2 separate regions of the Zea mays genome follow, and region 2 is linked to region 1. A link is a contact called in public Hi-C data. All regions are on one chromosome and are shown on one strand. The core of a region is the stretch at or near the end of the contact, and the rest is flanking DNA. Distances in the headings are between cores, read along the strand shown. Region 1 holds the start of LOC100381647. Region 2 has its middle 42 kb from the start of LOC100381647.

Evidence for each region. A called contact is a pair of places that touch in the nucleus more often than the background predicts.
Region 2: a contact with region 1 is called in a Hi-C map of ear, with 2.3 times the contacts expected there. The contact joins the enhancer-like site here to the promoter of LOC100381647 in region 1. A contact is called at or near these places in 5 of 25 Hi-C or Micro-C datasets (bundle sheath, ear, leaf and 1 more).

The regions. Positions count from the first base shown.
Region 1 is chr4:4,868,051-4,871,581 of Zm-B73-REFERENCE-NAM-5.0, reverse strand. It overlaps LOC100381647, which reads left to right and starts at 1,743. Exons shown (of 1, transcript NM_001174462.1): 1 at 1,743-3,493. The coding sequence starts at 1,796. The coding sequence ends at 3,343.
Region 2 is chr4:4,910,283-4,913,597 of Zm-B73-REFERENCE-NAM-5.0, reverse strand. No RefSeq gene overlaps it. Among protein-coding and RNA genes, the nearest start is that of LOC100381647, 42 kb to the right of the region's middle. Within about 2 kb of position 1,652, at least 12 of the 20 cell types and tissues checked have an H3K27ac peak or open chromatin away from gene starts, as enhancers often do. A contact at or near this core is called in ear and tassel, where this site is marked.

The sequences.
Region 1 (3,531 bases), core at 494-2,993:
GATCCATTAGTAGGTAGGCTTCTATCTAAGCCTACACTTAGGTTTTAAACCCCCACTCAAACTTTTGGCTGGGTCCGCCCCTGTTAACAAAGTCTGACTCCATAGAAACACCTGTTTTCTTTGTATTCCCTAGAGCTTGACCTGGAGCCACCTCCTCGTGCGTCCCACGAGCCAAGCCCAACTCCATGTACAGGATACCAATCAAATAAAACATGTATATGGCAGGCCTGCCATGCCTCATCTAGACATCCAATCATACCATGCATAATATGTCGTAATGGGAATCTACACACACAGCAACAACACATATCTTGATTTTTTTCAAATAACTTTAGTGCTTTTATAAGACCACACATGTAGAATGAAACCAAATTTCAGACTCGAAATTTCTTTTATAACACATTTGCCTCATATCTACTGAGACTGTGATGTATAAGAAGGCATGAATTAGTCAACTTAAAATGTCATTTCTAACTATGGCCTCTATTTGTTATATATAAAATATATGCAATAAAGAAACTATCTAGATGTGCAACTAAATTACTGCCATAAAAGATTTATGGAATCTATATTTCAAACCTATTGCTAGCTTATCAAATTATGGTAGAAAGTTAAAGCACACAACAAGGTACCTAACATGAACACAGGAGATAAAAAGTGGTTCTTGTTTGAGCCTCTCGTAGGGATGATCTCGCAAGGGTAAAGCTCTCGGTCGGATAACTCTATAGATAGCCCATGAGACTTTTCCACAAGTAAGAGGGTCTCCGAGATGACCTCTTCTAGGCTGCTCTCTGTTGCCTTCCTCTACACCGACGTGCTGGGAGGACGGAGGTGGAGAAAAGGAAGGGGCTAATGGTGGTGAGGCTGACACACCTTTCGTCGCCGGTGAGGTTAGCGAGAAAGAGGTCGCAGGTGGCGGCGATGTCAATAGATGAGATATACGATATGAGCGACACAGATGTGATTCTAAGAATATGTAATTCCGTGCACACCTAATAAGGGGACGCAAGCAGGGGTGGTGGAGGAAGGGGAAGGGTCCTCACAGGGGAAGCATTTCTTAACGTTTGGCCACTTTCGTGCAGGGTCAGGCCTAAGCCGGCCCCTCACGTGTGGTAACATCAAGGATATTACTGCAGAGATTGCGACAACAACCTATCTTATATCTCATATATGCAATAAGGCAAACAAATTTGATTTATGAAAAAGTGCTACTCCAACGCATGAGATATTCTTCTATTATATATTGTATAATATATACACAAAACCACTTGTAAGTTCAACATCCCCTTTGGATCAACAAAGCCCACAGCCACCCAATGTGACAATATTCCACTAGAGCAACACTGGAACAGCAACCAGTGGCGCGCCGCGGAGACGCACGAAGTGCCACACGTGTGCCTGTCCACACGCCATCCGCTGAAGCCCTTTTGGCATCCCCTCCCTCCACCATGGGTGCGGGTGGCCCCCCGGAGGCGATAAGCCCCGGCGCATCCTGGCCGCCCGTTTCGAATTCACGCTTCCCAACGGTCGCGCCACCCTCTCCGACTCCCGCACCCGCCGTCGCTTGCCCTTCCGCCACTGACCGCTCGGCCTCCCGCTTCCGGGACCCACGCGTCGGTCACTCCATCACGAACTTCTTATGTGGCAGCCATGCCGCGCGGACGGGGGCCCGAACCCTAGTGGCGGACGAGGGTGCTAGATAGGGGGGACACGTGACCCGGCAACCATGGGCACGGGCAGGAGGAAGGGCAAGCGCAGCGCCGCCGTGGCTTCCGTCGACGACGCTAACGAGGCCATGGCTTCGGCGGAGGCGCTCTGTGTGGAGCATCAGGACCCACCGCTGGCTTCAGCGGAGGGAACCGATGAGGCCAAGGCGGCCAACGGGGAGGCGACGGCGGTGGTGGAGCCGGACGAGCCGAGGCGGGACTCGTCGCCGGAGCGGGGCGACGGGGATGCCGCGCGGCTGAAGCTCCTCAACGGCATTCTCATCCGCACGGCCTCCGAGGAGCGGGAGCGGGTGGCGGCGCTTGAGGCGCGGCTCGCTGAACTCTCCGCCGACGCCGCCGTGCTCGCGGACGGGGAGAGCGCGGTACTGCTCGCGGCCTTCTCTGCCCAGCTCAGGGCCGTGGAGGAGGAGCAGGCTGCGCTGCTGGACCGCATTGCGGTGGCGCAGGAGTCCCTTGAGCGCGCCCAGGCGGAGGCGGCCAGCGAGGCCAGGGCCAGCGCAGACGCCACGGCGCGGCTCCAGGAGGCGATCGTGGAGAACGGCTCGCTCTCAGAGCAGCTCCGTGCGAAGGCGGATGAGGCGGACGCGGCGGCCGAGCGGGTGGCCGGACTGGAGGCTGCGGTTGCGGGATTGGAGTCCCAGATCTCGGACCTGCGCGCGAAGAGGAGTGAATTCGAGAGCCAGTTGGAGGCCATGCGGGCGTCAGCTCGTGCTGTCCAGTCCGAGAAGGATGTGTTGGAATCAAGCTTCAACGAGCTCAAGAAGGAAAACGAGGCGTACAAACAGGAGATGGAGGCTACGCTTCAGGATCAATTGAAGGAGTCGGAGGCTCTGCAATCCAGGAAGGTGGAATTAGAGGCGAAGGTGGGTTCTTTGGAGGCAGAGCTCTCAGAGGCCGTCGCTAGGAACCATGGATTGGAGTTGGAAGGGCACAAATTGGATGTAGAGATGGCCGCTACCAAGGCGGAGGTGGAGAAGCTCCACGCCTTGCTTGCGGAGATGGACCAGAAGCAGATTGTTGTGGCTGCTGAAGTGGCTAGGCTCCAAAGTGAGCTTGACCAAGTGGCGATGGCGAATGAAGCTGCTGCTGGGGCACATGAGGCTGAGAAGAAGATGATGGAGGGTGAATTGGAGATGCTGAAGGTGAACGTGGACATGGTTCAGGCTGAGAAAGATAGTGCCTTAGTCTTGGTAGATGCTAAAAATGCTGAGGTTGGAAAGTTGAGGGATGAACTGAAGAAGCTCAACAGTTCCATGGCTGCGCTCCGTGCTCTCTATGATGATCTTGATGGAAAGTCTTCTTTCCTCCACGATGAGAAAGTTTCGGTTCTCAAAGAACTTGAGCAGGAGAAAGCTGAAGCAGAAAAGCTGAAGTCCAAAATCCAGGAGCTTGAATCCTGTAACAGAGACAATGTTCATGAGATTGGGGTGCTGAAGGCAGAAGTTGGTGGCAGGGACAAACAAATCAATGACTTGAACAGTGAGCTTGAGCAGGTGCAGCTTGCAGTAGCCGATGCAGAGCGCAGTGGGAAGAATGTGGTCTGGACATGGCTGTGCCCAGCTACCACAACCGTGTTAGCAGCTGCGTCCTTTGTCTACGCCGCACGTAGTCGGTGAACAGCTAGCTCTTTCACTCGCTTTTTCGAGTATGTACTGCTCGAAATAACCTGGTCTCTTACTCATGAGTCGTGCATCATTATACTTGGTATATGCCTATATGGTGAACTGCTTCTTATACTATGAAATAAAGCTATGGTCCAACAATTTTGTTTTCGTGTCCTTGAAAGAACTGCTTTAGCATTAGT
Region 2 (3,315 bases), core at 403-2,902, 42 kb before region 1:
GACTCAGACCCAGCTTAGGCTCACAAGTTCATACAAGCTCTCAAGCTCAATACATCACACAGTGGAGTAGGGTATTACGCTCTGGCGGCCCGAACCACTCTAAACTCTTGTGTGTTCTTGTGTTTGTGCATCGCATAGCAGACAGGCAAAACGCTTAGGCCCCTCCTCATCTTAGGATTTAGGGCGGGTGCATTCCGCCACCCGGCCGGAGAATTTCCTCTCCGACAGTGTTAAACATACAAATAAACATAGATGTTCTGTAAAGGAGGAAGTTTAGATTTAATAGCTGAACTTCAAAACTATATTATGGGATGGAGGGAGTAGTTTTTATAGAACATATTATTTTTTTAATAAGACAAATGATTGAAGTTTTTGAAAATATCCACGTCAAATAAAAAGGAACATAGGAAGTACATTTGACCTTTCGCTGAACCAAGTATGTCTAAATTTTAATTGCTCGATGTTGAAGATACATATGTTTGAAGTTCGACAGTTAAATATAAATTACTTTCTTTGTAAGAAAATATGTGCCTATTTGTATGTTTAACACTATAAAATAGAGCTTGTATGTTTTATCTATTTATGTTTTTCTTATGGGCAGAAGAGATAAAAATGGGTTGTGAAATGAATAGGGTTAATTTGGTATATATATATATATATATATATATATATATATATATGGTATAAGCAATAAAAGAATGCAAAATATAGATGAAGTGTTGTTTTCCGAATTAATTTGGTGAAACCAGTGCTGTTTTAAGAATTGCTTAAAAGCGGATGCTATTTTCTAAACATCTTCTCAAACCAATGCCGTTTTGTGGATTCTCCCACAACGCCCTAGCATGTATTTGGTTTCGGAACGACGTGCCTATTTTTCTGGGTTGGGTCGGACCCGTTTCTTATTTGGTTTCAGTTACAGGTTGAACCTAGTTTTTTGCTTGATTACAAGGTTAAAGTGGGTTGGAGCTGCACCATCTCTTGTTTGTTTCTGATGAGGGATGAATTAAAGCCATTATTAACCAAGTCATAAATTTTTAGTGATGAGGTCTCACTGTTACATTTCAGTCATAATTAAAGGAACATCCCAACAACATTGCCATGGCTAGCTGGCTTGTCTAGGCGATGACGAGCACTGACCTTTACTTGTTCGACGATAGCACTAGCAAGGCTCGTGGGTTGTGCCTACTGGAGAACACGCCGGCATCAGAGGGCAGGCCAGTGGGGGACTGACGGTGGGAGGCGCAGCAACCGGTAGGGGAGTCTGACGGCGCTGACGGAGGCCAGCACGCTGGAGGGTAGGCCAGTGGGGGACTGACGACAGGAGACAGGCGGGGGATTAACGTCGGAGGGTAGGTCGGCAGGGGTCCCTTGTCCCAGCAGGCTGGCAGTGGCGGCGCACCCTTTGCCGATCTCGAGTGGATAAGGCACGGGTGACAGGAGGGTGGAAAGGAAGTGGATCGAAATAGTTCGCGTGTTTTTTAGAAATCACTAGAACCCACATTTTAAAGAAGTATTTTGACCCAGAACCAACTTAACCCGTGAGCCTTTTAAACAAAATATGGATTTTTGTACGTTAAATCCGTTCCAACCCGCATTAACCCGCTAACAAATACACGTCTAGTTCCCCACCTCACGCGGTCCCGCCTACTCCTCCATAGTCACAGGCTGATCCCGCTTCTCTCCCCTCTGCGTCCATGTCCCTGGCTCCTCGCGCCCTCTGCCTCTCGCCGCCGCAGCTTTTTCACCGAGGCGCCCTCCTCCGCCCGCTGCTGCGCGGCATGGCCTCCTGTGCCGCCACCGGGTCTCACGTCGCTGCAGAGGCGCCCCCTTTTGGTGTGGGGGGATGGGGCGCCAGCGACCCGCGGTGGCTCGTCCTGGAGAAGCTACCCGCGAGCTACCCGACAACCCGCGATCTGACACCATCCCGCGGGAGGTTCTAGCCTGCCTCCTCCTTCCCTTACACTCGCCGCTGGCGTCATTCAAGCGCGCTCGATTAGCTGCTCCTTCCTCATGTTTTTGTTAGGCTAGCAACTAGCGCATCGGCCTGCTGTGCTGTTGCAGGTCCTGCACGCCTGTTACTCCAGGGTGTTTCCTTCTGCCAAAGGGGACAACCTCAAGCTGGTTGCGTGGTCTTATTCCGTAGCCGATCTACTCGATCTGGATCACAAAGATTGAGCCTGAAATCCTTAGTTGTTACAGTTCTCATTTCTAGCTGCTTATCTATAAGCGGACATCCTATGACAAGTTGCAATGGACTAAAGGATGGCGTCTGGCGAAGCAGGGAGAACCTTATCACACCTTTCTTAGAAGCACTGAAACGAAGTTGCTTAGTGTTGACATTGATGGAATTGCAAGTGTTAGATTTTTGCCCCTTACCTACTGGTACTGCCCTGATCGTGTGGGCAATTGCTTGATTAGAGAATTTATTTATGGAAATGAAGGGGTGGGGATTTTGCTTGTCGACGGGCGCGTGCCAGTGTGCCACAAGTCGGGCTCGTACGTTTGCAGCTGCACGAGCTGAAGGTTGGGTGTCTAACAATAGCTGCCATCGAATTTGCACCAAGATCTTACTGTAGCTACCATTGGGACCTAGTTACGAACATTTGCACGCACAGTAGGAAGCTCGCTTGTAAATTTGAGTTTGTTTGGGGTAGTGTGAGTGGCAGATTACATTGTTGGATCTTTTATGGGCTTAGCCCATTTATTCAATAAACTCTATGGTGTGTAATGGTGGAGAATACCAATAATACCATATTGGAGGTCCAAGTGTCGTTGGCTTGAGTTATATGGTGGGAATTATTCCACTTGATTTGAGAAGACAAGAAACGGATAAGGGCGTGCTACGCGCGCGCGTCACCGGCTGGGTCGGGCTCGGGCGTGGCAGGCGGCGGGCGGGCGTGGTTGTGTTAATTTTTAGCACTCATTAACCGCGGGAGTTTCAACTCCGGGTTAAACCTTTCAGTTGTCTGTCTCTTCGTCAGCCGCATGCGAGATTCTTCTCCTTCAGCTTCCCTTCCGTAGCCGATCTACTCGATCTGGATCACAAAGAGTGAGCTTGAAATCCTTAGTTGTTACAGTTCTCATTTCTAGCTGCTTATCTATAAGCGGACATTGGGAGAACCTTTTCACACCTTTCTTAGATGCACTGAAATGAAGTTGCTTAGTGTTGACACTACTAAAGCCACTTGAGACATTGATGGAATTGCAAGTGTTGATTTTTACCCCTTACAATGATGGTGGGGATTTTGCTTGTCGACGGGCGCGTGCCACAAGTCGGGCTCGTACTACTCCCTCAAGGCCCTCTCCGATGTGTAC